Regions from separate parts of the Capsicum annuum genome. Here region 1 is linked to region 2. Evidence: chromatin contacts called from public Hi-C data. All regions are on one chromosome and are shown on one strand. Each heading gives the region's core, a stretch centred on a gene start, on an enhancer-like site or on the middle of the called end of the contact. The rest is flanking DNA. Distances are from core to core; before and after follow the strand shown. Region 1 holds the start of LOC107848359 (tRNA dimethylallyltransferase 2). Region 2 holds the start of LOC107847397.

Region 1 (7,327 bases), core at 311-2,810, 580 kb after region 2:
TTAGGGGGAGCTAATACGCGTTGTACTCTTTTTCATTTATGAGGTTTTGTCCCACTGGGTTTTTCTTGCAAGGTTTTTAATGAGGCAGCCTATATGCGTATTGTTAGACATTCAAGAGGGAGTGTTATGATATATATCAATTATAGTGAATGTCTATCAAGATCTATTTAATGTCTACCGGGATTTGATGTATTTGTCTTTTAGTGTGAAACTAGGGCAAATTCCCCCTATAAATAGAAGTGCTTTCTTCATTGTAAATCATCCCTCAAGAGAAGAAATAACAATTACTCTCTCTATTCTCTCCACTCTTCTTCTTTATTCTTTCTTGTTTTATAACAGTTTTTTTTGTTAATGGATATTTGTTTTTTTTCTTTTTTTTTGAGTTGGTTTGTTACACTTATATTATATACTATGTAAGAATAACAAAAAGTAAGTAGAGTCAAGTTATGACGCCCCTAACGAAGGGCGGGTCAAGCAGAACTGATAGATTTTTACGCTGATAAAACTTCTAAAGACAAAGTGCACATGACACCCTAGGCGAATCCCATTTCGAAACGAGAGAGAAAAGTAAAGAGCTTTACTAGGCAGGACTCAATTTTGCATGATACATATGCTATTGGGGATCGATAGCTCGTAAGACAAATCTGTACAGACCTAGGGCCAAAGTGAATAATATGTGCCATGAACTTGAGTTGTGACAGAAACACATATGTCTGTCACAGAGTGTAATATATGTCATGGACTTGGATTGTGACAAAAACATATATGTCTATCACAGAGTGTAATATGTGTCATGAACTTGGGTTGTGACAGAAACACATATGTTTGTCACAAAGTATAATACGTATCATAAACTTGGATTGTGACAGACACACATATGTCTGTCATAGAGTGCAGAGCTTAAAGATTATTCACAACGCGAATAAAGAAAGATCACAAGCAAAGCCATATAATATATAGTTTATATACAATCCATTTCCTCCTCTCACTGAAACTACAAAATGTTCTTGTGAATTACGACTAATATCAGGTATATAAGCAGTGATTCCAAATCTAGAAGTTAATCGTACTTCAAAAACTTTATGTACAAACGTCGATCTTAAGCTGGATGGTCCACCCATTTTTTAGTATTCGACTCATAATCAAGACCCCTAAATCGAAATTGAGAGTTCTGGTTAATGATAGAAACGTACTTACGATCCACACTTATAACTAGAAACAAGAAAATCTATTTTGTTATGTTTTTTTCCCACTCGATTTTTTATACCTATTCTGGTCCATTTAATTCAGTTTCGCATTGAAAAGCCCACTTTATAAGTGCGTACTCCCAACCAAAGAGCCGATCTCCATTCCCCTACCTCGAACCCGAGAATTCTGATTAATAATGCAGGAGATACAATACTTATTACTTACTACCCATAATAAACTTTAATGGCACTAAGCCTAATTTTAGAAAAAATAAGAGTATTAAAGTTGCAAACTGAAAACATAGAGTATTAAAGTTGCAAACCGAAAACATAGAGTATTAAAGTAATAAATCCATTTAATTATAATTATTCTACTTTTCCACCCCTAAACTTCTTGTAACTAAAAAAAGTAACCCAAAGAAAAAAGCAGCAATGGAAATTGGTGAAAAAAATCTTGAAAAAATGGAAAACCCTAACAATGGAGAAATTAAGCTAAACCCCACATCAAAATCAAAGCCGAAAGTGTTAGTAATAATGGGTGCAACAGGTTCTGGCAAATCAAAACTTGCTATTGATTTGGCTTCTTACTTTCCTATTGAAATCATCAATGCTGATTCTATGCAGGTATATATGTGTGTGTGTGTGTGTGTGTGTGTGTGTGTAATCACATAAAGTTGAAGTCTTTTTGCATTTAATGGTGACCCTTTTGGTTTCTATGCAGGTATATATCTATGTTTGTGTGTGTGTGTGTGTGTGAGATCACATAAAGTTGAAATCTTTTTGTATTTAATGGTGACCCTTTTGGTTTCTATGCAGGTATATGTGTGTGTGTGTGTGTTTTCTATGCAGGTGTATATGTGTGTGTGTGTGATCACATAAAGTTGAAATCTTTTTGTATTTAATGGTGACCCTTTTGATTTTCTGAATAGGTTCATCAAGGATTTTTTTTTTGTGTGTGTGTGTATAATCACATAAAGTTGAAATCTTTTTGTATTTAATTGTGACCCTTTTGGTTTCTTGAATAGGTTTATCAAGGATTGTGTGTGTGTGGGTTGTGTGTGTGTGTGTAATCACCTAAAGTTGAAATCTTTTTGTATTTAATGGTGACCCTTTTGGTTTCTTGAATAGGTTTATCAAGGATTTTTTTTTTTGTGTGTGTGTGTGTGTAATCACATAAAGTTGAAATCTTTTGTATTTAATGGTGACCCTTTTGGTTTATTGAATAGGTTTATCAAGGATTGGATGTTCTTACTAACAAAGTTACTCCTCAAGAGCAAAAAGGTGATTTTTGTTTTTTCTGTTTTTGCAGTGTAATTATTCATCTGTATAATTTGATATGCTGGTGTTTCTGGACTGTAAGTTTAAGAAAAATGGAATATATAACATATTCGTTTTTGATAATCGTGATGTCTAGATCAAGTTACACACACTTAGAATAATTTTATGGGGTATCTGCTAGCTCATACGAAAAGTAACATTCAAGCCTCAAAATTAAAAGACATAATACATAACCGTGCCCTTTAACTTGGCCTCAAATGACATCTAGTCCATTCAATTTTGGGTTTGCACAAGTAGGACTTAAACTTGTATTAAGTTTAACAAGTAGACACACACGTCCTACGTGGCATAAACAGAAAGGTGCCGTAGAAAATGTAGCAACAACAACAACAACAACAACATACCCAGTATATTCCCACCAAGTGGGGTCTGGGAGGGTAAGTGTACGCAATCCATACCACTACCTCAAATGTGAGAGAGAGAGGTTGTTTCCGATAGAAAATGCAGCAGAATACTATTTTTCTGCATAACTTTGTGACTGTCTGATTTTTGTTTTTTCGGGTTGTTGTGTCACTGACAGGAGTGCCTCATCATCTTCTTGGTACTATCAGCGCCTGTGTTGAATTTACTGCCAAGGATTTTCGTGACTCGGCTGTCTCTGTGAGGCCTCTTTCTTTGTCACCTCAATTCTTGTATTTATATACAAAATTAATAGAATGTTCGTGGGCATTTGATGCTGAAGTATAGTTACCATCAAACCCACATCTTCAATAACGTTAACATTCGTTTCCTTGGTTTCAAATGGGTAAACATGGTGTTGCCTTTTGCCTCGGTGCGTCAATTTCTCCCGAGGTTTGTTAACTTCTTGAAGACTGTAGTCTGGCACTAGGATGATCGGTTATCATTTGTTCAATTGAACACCTTCATTAAATTAGCCGGAATTCCAAATTCTATGGTAGAGAATGCTGTAAGAATAAGTGGTCCGTGAAATACTTTCTTAGGTATTTAGAATCAAGGGCAGTGCTGCTGTTAAGGAGAAGGCTATACTTGTTAACCCATCAGACAGAGGCCTGACCTTTTAGCTAAAATCCCCCAACATTCTGTAAATAACTTTCTGTAATTTTTTACTGATAAGGTGACACTTCTTTTCACTTTTAATTGTAGAAAAACTGACTCTAAACTTTTTCAAATATTCGTTCCCGTGCAAAGTGAATTTGAAGTATAGGAGTATATCTCTTATCTCTATTTGTCTAACTAATTAAACAGTGAGGAATCCCTTTTTTAGTCACTAAAATTGGTGGATGGGGCGTGGGGTGTGAAGGGAGTATCTAACATCTGTTTGCATGTACAGAGGGTTTTCTTGTCTATTCTTTCACTCCTCAAATTTGGTGAAAAGAATGGATACAGTTGATCCCGTCCTATCAATGACCATGAATGGAAGAACATATATGTAACAGAAAGAAAATGAAACTTTAGAGCATATGTCTTTCTTTTAAAGCAAATGTTAGTGGTGTTAGTGAAGCACGCCAACTTTAGTGGTTTTTGTCCCTAGGATACATAACCAGCCTATCTTTCTCTAGAGTAGATTTGATTTCTGTCTTCAGCAATTTTCTCTAGGAAGATACTAAAAGGGCAGCCCGGTGCACTAAAGCTCCCACTATGCGCAGGGTCCGGGGAAGGTCCCCACCACAAGGGTGTACTGTACGTAACCTTACCTTGCATTTCTGCCGGAGGCTGTTTCCAAGGTTTGAACCCGTCACCTCTTGGTCGCATGGCAACAACTTTACCAGTTACTCCAAGGCTACCCTTTTCTCTAGGAAGATACTGTGTGGAAGAAATGTATCCATTAATGGTCTTATCTCTCTACTTTTTCTTCTAATCTGATTTATTGCTGTTTTTTGTATTTTCAGATAATAAATGAGGTATGGTCCCGTAATAGGTTGCCAGTTATAGTTGGAGGAACAAATTATTATATTCAGGTACTCTTTTATGCCTTCTCCACTCTCCAGTTTCTTGCTTGTGTGCGCATGAGTCCATCATGATATGAATTTCCAAAGACACTAGGACCAAATGACGTTTGTTTGCGGAAATTGTGTACCTCAACAGTTTGCACTATTCAGAAACTTACTTTTCTCCTAAATGATTCACAAGATAAGTTATTAGAAAACGTGTTATAAAGTTAGATTAGCTGGTGCTGCCCCTTGCAAGCGATAAGCACAAAAGCGACAAGGTCTATTTCTCTTGTAGCGAAAAGAGAGAAGTGAGGCACACACTTCTTTAAGTTATAGATAATTTAAAAATATTAATATATATATTATTTTAGTAATATGATTACTAAATTGTAAGTAAAATACCTAATTTCAGTTTCTATTTGCAATAATGTTGATATTAATGTCTTGTTTCAAAAAAAAAAATGTAGATATTAATGTAACTCCTGAAAGTTGAGATTTAAATAATTGACAACTTTTTGTTTCACTCACTTTGCACGTCATGGTTTGAAGCGCACATTCCTCTGAAGTGCACCTATGACGTGATAGACCTTGCTTCACATCAGTTCCTTGCTTTGTTTAGCTCTTAATAACACTGTTAACTGCTAGTAAAATCCTTCTCTTAGAGTATATGAGCTGTCCTAAAATCTGCAATAGACTCCTTGCCGGTACTCTCTTTTTTTTTTCTTCCTGTTTACAAGTATGTTTCCAAGCAGCTAAATATTTTGGTTTGTCTTTCCTTTTTGCTATTTTACTGAATTCTGTTTTCATCTTTCCTGATATTCGTCCGAACTGTTGGGTGTTTGTTATAGTTTTCTGGATTTGATTTGTTTTCATTCAGGCTCTTGTGAGTCCATTCCTTCTTGATGATTCTGTTGAAGATGCAGAAGCTAATTGCTTAAGCGACTCTCACGGTAAACAATAAGTTGTCTGTGTTTTTCGTCTAAATTTGCTTACTCAGGATCGAGATTTATAGATACTATTCTCTTTCTTTCTCTGTAGAAGATGAGCAAACTGATCTTGAAGTTGAACTTATGAGCGAGGATTTTAATTGTGCTTACAACCGTCTTAAAGATATTGATCCAGTTGCAGCCAACAGAATTCATCCAAATAATAGCAGAAAGGTGTGGTGATGTTTTGCTTCGTATGACTTATAATTTATTTGCATGATGCAGTTAGCTGAACCTTCCGGTCGGACATGTTGATTTTGACTATCTAACAGGAGCTGCTTCTTTATTCTAACATGTAACAACTACAAGTCCATTGATCTAACACAAATTGGGTTTGATTTTGCACATTGCTTCAACTTGCAAGCTACGCACCCTCATGTTAATATGTAACAGCTTCATGTGTAATCGTGCATTGTTGAATTTATTATTAGGACTGAGTTAATTTGTACTGAAGGCTTCTGTGTCCTGGAATGTACCTTGAGCTGTTCTTGTGATTTCTGGTCTCTGAACCTATATATTCAGACTTCAAAGTTGTTATGGCAATGCTTTGTTTGTCTGAACCGATGATTACTAGTGACAGAGTGTTAAAACTAATTATTTTCATCCTACAAAATATGCCGCACAATAATGCTTTTATGTAGAATTGTGATTCCTATCTATTGTACAGAAGATACGGTTGATGTATCTATTGCCATAACCCGCAGATAAACCAATACCTGAGTCTATATGCACGATTTGGTGTTATTCCAAGCAAACTTCTTCAAGAGAGGACTGTAGAGGTGTGTGCTTCACTCATTGATTTTACTTATTTAAATTTGTATTAACTGTATTGATTTCTAATGATAGTAAGATTTGGATTTTGCAACTAGTTTTAATTGTTTTTAGCTACTATGTATTATTTCAGAGTGTGTTATTATTTGTCGTATTACTTGGCGAGTCTTGTTTATGTTATTATTGGGTGTAGTTATTCCTATTGTTTCTTGTCCCTTTACTATTTCCTTTCTAGACTGTTTTATCTTGAGTCGGGGGTCTATCAGAAACAACCTCTCTATCTCATATTGAGGTAGTGGTATGGACTGCGTACGCTTACCTTCTCTGGACCCCACTTGGTGGAAATATACTGGGTATATTGTTGGTAGTGGTGGTGTAGTTTTTAGCTACTATACATGATGGGACGATATTATTCCTTTAGGATTCTCTTCAGAAGATATTTGCGTTGAAGTCTTATTAAAGATAAAGGATTGGGTGCAGGGAATGGCTATATATGCAGCAGTTCGTCATAGTGGGTCTCTTGTCTATCAGCTTTCTTTCAATCGGTTGATAGAGCTTTCTTTTCAATTTGCTAAATCTTAAATTTTGTCAGTTTAGGGTGCTCTTTCTTTAATCGTTCTTCATTCTTCTATCCGTGTATTTGGGTACTACTGTAAGTCGTCGCATTCCATGTTTCGTATTGGAAAATATTCAGTCAGTATGAAAAAGATAGAATGGTCGAAAGAGATACCTTTTGGCTTTTTTACAGTTGATAAACAGAAAAGTGAGATTGTCGTTTATATTAATATTTGAGGGATATGGGGAGCAGACCAGCAAAATGAAAAGAGAAAAATTAGGACACTCACCCGTAAAGGTTGTCGGATGGCGATCTGCAGTATTAATTCATACAAAATGCACGAGCCGCTTTAAGATATATGCATATCCTTGTCGTCTGTCAAAAGAATTTATTGAGAACTCCGAGCATGCTCAATTTAGTCAGCAAGAAAACCTTAAAAACTAACTATAGCCTATTGGATCGATGAAAATGCATAGATACCTCGTCATGTTATTTTGTTGCTTGTGGCAGGGCAGAACTGGGGTCGAGTTGATAATTCAAGATATGATTTCTGCTTCGTATGCGTAAATGCATCTCTTACCACTTTGGACCCATTTG
Region 2 (7,288 bases), core at 2,257-4,756:
GTATCAACTGTATGCAACTGACTGCATTTGAAATAAAATATAAATAAAGTAAATAATTACAGGGGCCAAAAGTGTATCATTTGTATCGTTTGATATGAATACAAGTGTATCATTGGTGCAAATGTATCATTTGCATTTAGATGGATCAATTTGTATTTTATAGAACGATGGAATTGTATCATATACAAATACAAATATATCATATTTTAACTGGGCAAATAAATATTGATACATTGAAACCAAATACAAGTACCTAATATGGCTGATACAAAAAGAGAAAAAAAAAAAAGAGCTGAGCAATAGCGAGGGAGAGGGAGAGGGAGAGGAGGAGAATGACTATGGATTGTCAATGACAACGAGATCTAAACAAGCCCACTCGATTTCTGAGGTCAGGAAGATCATATGCACTTCTGGTATAAGAACCATGATCGAATGACCTTTGCTGATAGATATTTAATCCGACCGGCTAATTTGGGTAATTTTAACAAAGTTGGGCTAATAGTGGTCATTAACATAACGGAAAATTTACATAAATATACATCCTAACTTTCTATTATTACATAAAATCCATCTACCATAACTAATTACAAATATCTCATTTCTTACATTTCTCTCTCCAACCTCCATATACATATCACACCTCCATAATTTATGCCTAAAATCAAGCAACCATAATTAAGAGATTTCAAAGTTCGAATTTACGAACCTTATCTTATCAAGTTGTTGAACATCATCATCTTCTTTAATTTATTTTTGAGGTTAGTTTAATTTCTTAATTTTTCAACTTTACTAAATCAAAAATTTACGAGATACTTGTTGCATGTGCATAATTTTCAAAGGTTAAGTATAGTAATGGAGTCTGGTCTGAGTTTTAGAGAAAATAAATCAAAACACCAAATAGACTCCGCCAAGATGAAGAAGTCGAGGAAAGTTGCTTGTACAAGCTCTAAAAAGCTCATTGCTAAATCTTTAAGTAAGATAAAAAAGTGAAGAATCATTACGACAGCGTCTTCCAAAGATATAGTAATTTGTTGTTGAATCTATATTTTTTGTCGATTTACACATTCTTATATATTATCGTATAAGAGTGTTTTGTTGTTATTTTAACCTTATACATAAATTAGTTATGTATAATGTTAGAGACGTCTTCTTATATATTAAATTTGTTTTGCATATGATTAGATTACTTAGTAAATCAATGTTGTTATTTTGAACTATGATACATAGTGAGTTATGTATATATTCGTAGTTATGTCATTTTTTGGACGTTTTATTTCAACCCATATACATAAATCTGTTATGTATATGTATTGAAATAAGACGCTGCTGGGTTGTTTAATTTCAGGTCATATACATTACAAAGTTATGTGTCAAACCCATCGATGGCCCCCTAAACTTGGCACGAACTTTCACTTAGGTACCTCAAGTGAACGTTGTTCACTTTTAACACCTCAAGTAGCCACAGTGTGTCACTTTGACACTTTTGTTGAATCAGCAAAGAGAGTGTGTTGCACTCGCTGCCAACGTGGACAAAACGACCAATTAATTTATGTCAACTCATTTAAATAGCCACATCATTATTTATATTCACAATTAATTTTTTTTTAAAATAAAAGGCCAAAATACATGATTATTAATAATTATCCAACTTATTAATATATATACACACAATTAAATTAAAGGAACCAATTAATTATTGACACGTGGCATTTTTAAAAATCGTCATCTTCTCCATTTGCCCTCCCCCACCCCTACCTCCACTCCCCAAACCCCAAAGTCATCTTCTCCATTCCCCCCAACCACCAACCAAGCCAACAACTACACCTCCGCCAAAACATATTCACTTTTCAACAATAATTTTTGCCAACAACAAATTCAAAACATATAGCACAAATTCACCAAGCCAACAACATCATACACCATTGTTCCATCGACGAAAATCATTTTTGCCATTTTCTCAATATATGGACCATTTTTGCCACTCTCAAAAATACCATGATAGTCTCATCAAATCCCAACAATGGATCATTTTTGTCATTTTTTCAAAAATCAGACAAGAAAATGAAGGGATACAGATATGTTAAGAAAAGAAAAAAATGGTGGAAAATTAAGGGTTGAAAGAGAGAAGAAGAAGAAGAAGAAGAAGAAATCTACAATCTGCACCAACTTGCATTTCTCCAAATTATTAAAAATCAATTGTATTAAGGAAAAAAAATGATGAAAAACTAATGGATGGGGATGGGGGAGGGTGGGAGAAGACGATTTTGAGGTGGGGGTGGCAGCAACGATTTAGGGATGGGGTGGGCTGAGGAAGATGATATGGGGTGGGGTTGGGTGGGGTGGTTAGAAAGATAATATAAGGGTGGGGTAGGGTTATTAATTCTTTTTTAATTTAAATTAATTATATAAAAATGCCAAATGTCCTTTTACAATTGGTTCATTTATATGTTATTTACCCTAAAACACGCCTGGCAGCGAGTGCAACACACTCTCTTTGCTGATTCAGCAAAAGGTGTCAAAGTGACACACTTTGTGGCTACTCGAGGTGTTAAAAGTGAACAACGTCCACTTGAGGTGCCTAAGTGAAAGTTTGTGCCAAGTTTAAGGGGCCACCAATAGGTTTGGCCTTATGTATGTGTTATGCATCAATAGTGTTATACATAACACAGTTATGTAGATGACTCTGTTAGACAAGACGTGTTGTGTGTATTTCAGCCCATATACATAGCAGTGTTTTGTATGAAAGAACGTTAGGCATGTATATGATGTGTTATCCTTATATTTTTAAGTTTTATTTCATATTGTTATGTATATATGATGTCTGACATGTGTATTTTGCAAACCTATATGTATAAGGGTTGGAGTTCTCTGTTGCCATGTTCTTCAAATCTTATAGGAATCCAATTTTTTTTTGTTTAAAATTTTTCCATACTTACATAGACTAGGTAGTAAAAATTTCCGTAGACTTACGTTGTATAAATTTCTTTATACGAGTATTTTTTTTTCGATTTAAAATTTTCTATGTCCCTTTATTTTATAAGAGTCTTTTTTCTTCGGTTTCAAAATTTTCTAGGTGATTTATGTGGTAAATTTTCTTTTAGGAGTATATTTTTTAAAATATTTACATAATTAAGGTACAATATTGGATAATTGTCAGACTTAATTTATTTCCATAAATATCGTTTTGGATAATTATTAGGCTTAATTTATTTTCTTAAATATCTTAAGGAAGTTAGTTATGATACATAAGATATTTATGTATATTAACGTTTAGTTATTTATATGAACAATTAAAATTTGGGAGAGAAAAAATTTATTTAAAAAATCGGGAGAGAAGATAATTAAAAAGAAATTTGGTGGGATTTATGAAAATTGCCCTAACATAATTTATGCTCCCAAAGCAAGTTGGATTGGGCCTTACTTAAACCAAACTCATCTAAGCCCTTTTACAATTATAACCCGGCCCATTACTGAACATACATATCCATCAATGTTAATTTCCCCCTTTCCATTCTCCCATTTTGACACTATTACAGACGGCATCCGCAGTTTTCCACCTTCCTAACTTTGCACTAATCTCATCATCATCGTCGTCGTCGTCGTCGTCGTGGTTGTCGTCGTCATCATAATCATCAATGGATTTTTCTCCATTTTTTCATCTAAAAAAGGTTTGAATTTCAGTGTATAAATCGAGTTTTTTTGTGGTTTGTTTGATCTGAAATCGGTATTTTCGGACACCCTTTTGGTTGAATTGAACAAATTTCAAGGTACAAAGAAGTAAACGGAAGAGATTTGGATTTAATTTTATGATTTATTTTTAGGGTTAGGGTTTCGTATTTCCGTTTTTGATGATTAAGCAAGCTATCTTTGATGTTCAACATTGAAAATTTTTGGTGATTGAAAGTGGGAAATTGTTCTTTTGCTGATATTGGGGTTGTAAGTGGAGATTGGTGAAGTTTGGGTTGATTAAGATTGGAAATTTGTTGCAATTTGGGGTGATTAAGGGTGGATTGGTGAGTTTTGGGTTAATTAAGTTTGGAAATTTGTTGCAATTTGGGGTGATTAAGGTTGGAAATTGCTGTAGTTTGGGTTGAAATTCGGTGAATTTGGTTGATTAAGGCTGAAAATTGCTTTAGTTTATTTAGGTTGAAAATTGGTGAATTTGGGTTGATTAAGGTTCGAAACTGCTGAAGTTTGGGTTGATTAAGGTTGGATTGGTGAGGTTTGGGTTGATTTAGGTTGAAAATTGCTGAAGTTTGGGTTGATTAAGGTTTGAAATTGCTGGAGTTTGGGTTGGTGTAGGTTGAAAATTGCTGTAGTTTGGGTTGATTTAGGTTTGAAATTGCTGATCTTTGGGTTGGTTAAGGTTCGAAATTGCTGAAACTTGGGTTGATTTAGGTTGAAAACTGCTGAATTTTGGGTTGATTGAGGTTGAAACACTGGTGAAGTTTAGTGTTTTATTGTTAGTGAATTGATAATGAGGGGGGAGAGGAGGTTTGGGGGAGATGCTAGAGGTCCACCACGGTTGCCGGAAAGGAGAAAGGATCCTGGTTATTCACCACGACAGAGAAGTAGGAACAGGGATTACTCGTCTCCAAGGAGGATGAGAGATGGGGGTTACTCCCCTAGGAGGAGGATAAGAGACAACAAGGATTACACGTCTCCACCACGGAGGATTAGGGGTTCACCCCCAATAAGGAGCCAAGAGAGGAGGAACTCGCCACCAAGGAGGTATCAAGGGCGTGAATACTCACCTGTGGGAAGTATCAGGAACCGTGAGCGGTCACCACCAGTAAGGAGTCGGAACCAGGAGTACTCGCCACCAGGAAGGAATAGGAACAGGGAGATTTCGCCACCAGCAAGGACTAGGAACTGGGAGCAGCACTCACCACGTGGAAGGAGTAGGGAGCGTCGCCTTTCACCAAGCGGCCAGATGATTGGTGAACAACGGGGCGAGTACTTTCACGAACTTGAGAGGTCGAGAAGGATGGGAGTTGATGGTGGTGGAGACTTTAGACAATTTCAGAATGCCCCACCCTTGAATTATGTTGGTGGAGATAGAGACTACGGGCCATCTCAGAGCTTAAGAATCCCTGATCGTGATAGAGGAAACACTGAAATTCTTGGTGAACATTCACACAGGTTGCATGAAACAAAGGAGGGCTTAGGGAATGAGGACTCAACTTCTATAAAGTATCCATGGAGTCATTTGTTAGATAAGCCCAGAAAGTATGATACTGTTAAGGGCTCCAGAGACTATGGAGTTGGTGATAGTAGAGTAAGCAGCGAGAGAGAAAATTGTGGAAGGCCCTACCCGGGTTTTGTGGATGGTAGCATATCTTCTGAAGCTGATAAGAGGACGCTGTACTCTTCATACGAATCGCATCTGCCTGATGTTGGTGTACAACCAAGAATCTCTGGTGTTGGAAATGGTGGTGGCTATTCATTGCCATCACGTTATTTGGATGCTGATCATCTCAAAGATGAGGAAATGCATTTACAAGACGGGTTCCATCCCCATAAAGCAGCAGCAGGAGTGCCGGCATCAGCGAACCCATACATGGAGGATTCCTTCAAGTCCACACGATATCCAGAGTTCAATACTGATTATGTGATATCGTCATCTCACCCTAACATGTTGCCCTCGGTACCTGGAGTTAATAAGGATGATATTGCTACTCCATATAGTATAGAGGGCCAAATTCGTTCTCATGGAGGTAGACTGAGTAGTCGAAAGGTTATTGAGCCTATTGGCCGTGACGGATATGATAAAATTCCTGGGACCATATCTTCTCTGAACCCTGAAACGCAAGTAAATGGGCTCGGGAGCTACTCGGAGTCATACTTTGGTCGAGCAGAGGATAAGCGTGAAGCATACAATTATTCTGACATTCAGAGAGGTGAAGTTGGTAGTCCTAATGGCCTGTCTAGTGAATTCTATGGGAAGAGGGAAGCACATTTTCAAGATGTTCCTAGGAGTAACATGGGATTGAGCAAATATGATGAGTTTTCTCATCGAGAGATTTTAATGGAAGATAAGCCACGGGGATCTCTTTTCTCTTCACAAAGAGGGTCAACACCAGATTATTTCGAGTCCCGCAGAGGACTGGACCAAAGAAAGCCAGATGTGGACATATTGGATTATGGGGCTAATCGCCTACAGTATGAACATGAAACACATCGAAGCTATGAAAGCTCCCGTAAAAGAGAGCTTCATAAGTATCAGATGGATGATGATCTTCTAGGAAGATCCAATGCCTTGTATAGAGAAGCTGACCCCCATTTAGAGAAGATGGAGGCACGTTCACATGAAGGATTTATTTCAAGGGACTTGCCTGGACCATCTAATCTCTCTCTTAGCGAAAAACATGGCACAACAAGCAATCGTGATGCTGGAATTATGATTTCAAGTGATGTAAGGAGTGCACACAGAATCCATGACCGTGGGGATGCTGATGAAAAGTGGATCAATAGGAATACGGATTCTGTAGTTAAGTCTAGAAAGCCAAGTGTTCCGCGCTCCAAATATGTGAAGAATACTAGGCCGCACAAAGCCGCTGCCACTTATAGCTCAACAAGAACCCTTTCAGTATCCATGTCGAGTCGTATAAGCAAATTTGGTAAGTCTGGTGGAAGAGACATAAAGAAGCGACTGGGGCCACGTAGCCAGAATCTTGATATTGAATGCCCAATAGGAACAAAATATAAACCTTCACTGAAGAAGCGTTTGGGACCCCGTTTAGTGAAGAATAATGCTCCTCCACCTTGGGTGAAAAAGTTCAATTCTCATGAGCACTCAAAAAATCAAGATATGTTAGATGAAAGCGTTGCTGAACAAGGTGATGATCCCAAAGAAGGTATTATGACTCCAGCAAAAACTGAACCTCCAGAGAACTCTAAGGATTTTAAGCAGCTGGTCCAGAATGCCTTCTTCAGGTTCGTGAGGCACTTGAATGAGACTCCAGCTAAAAGAAGAAAGTACATTGAGGAAGCTGGTAGTTTAAAGTGCCTCGTGTGTGGCAGGTAGGTCTGTCTTTTACATCATGAAATGTTTTCATAGATGGAGTACACTACTACTCCTTTAATTGAACTTATTCATAACTTTGTTGCTGCGATCAAATAAGTGGCAGTATTTTATATTACTGGTTTTATGATGACTCATTTGGCTAAGTTAAATAACGAGTCCATGCTGCTTCAATCTGTGAGGCTGTTGGAGTGAATTTTTTTTTTTCTGCGCGTATGGAAATGAAATGTGCCTGGATACAGCGGAATGGAAAGGATATATAAA

Evidence for each region. A called contact is a pair of places that touch in the nucleus more often than the background predicts.
Region 1: a Hi-C map of leaf shows a contact between it and region 2, with 2.2 times the contacts expected there. The contact joins the promoter of LOC107848359 here to the promoter of LOC107847397 in region 2. A contact is called at or near these places in 3 of 5 Hi-C or Micro-C datasets (leaf and placenta).

Annotation. Positions count from the first base shown.
Region 1 is chr11:230,595,119-230,602,445 of UCD10Xv1.1, forward strand. LOC107848359 (tRNA dimethylallyltransferase 2) reads left to right here and starts at 1,561. Exons shown (of 11, transcript XM_016693116.2): 1 at 1,561-1,811; 2 at 2,414-2,468; 3 at 3,046-3,125; 4 at 4,376-4,444; 5 at 5,295-5,367; 6 at 5,459-5,577; 7 at 6,108-6,182; 8 at 7,246-7,327. The coding sequence starts at 1,620.
Region 2 is chr11:230,008,807-230,016,094 of UCD10Xv1.1, forward strand. It overlaps LOC107847397, which reads left to right and starts at 3,507. Exons shown (of 3, transcript XM_016691604.2): 1 at 3,507-7,023. The coding sequence starts at 4,478.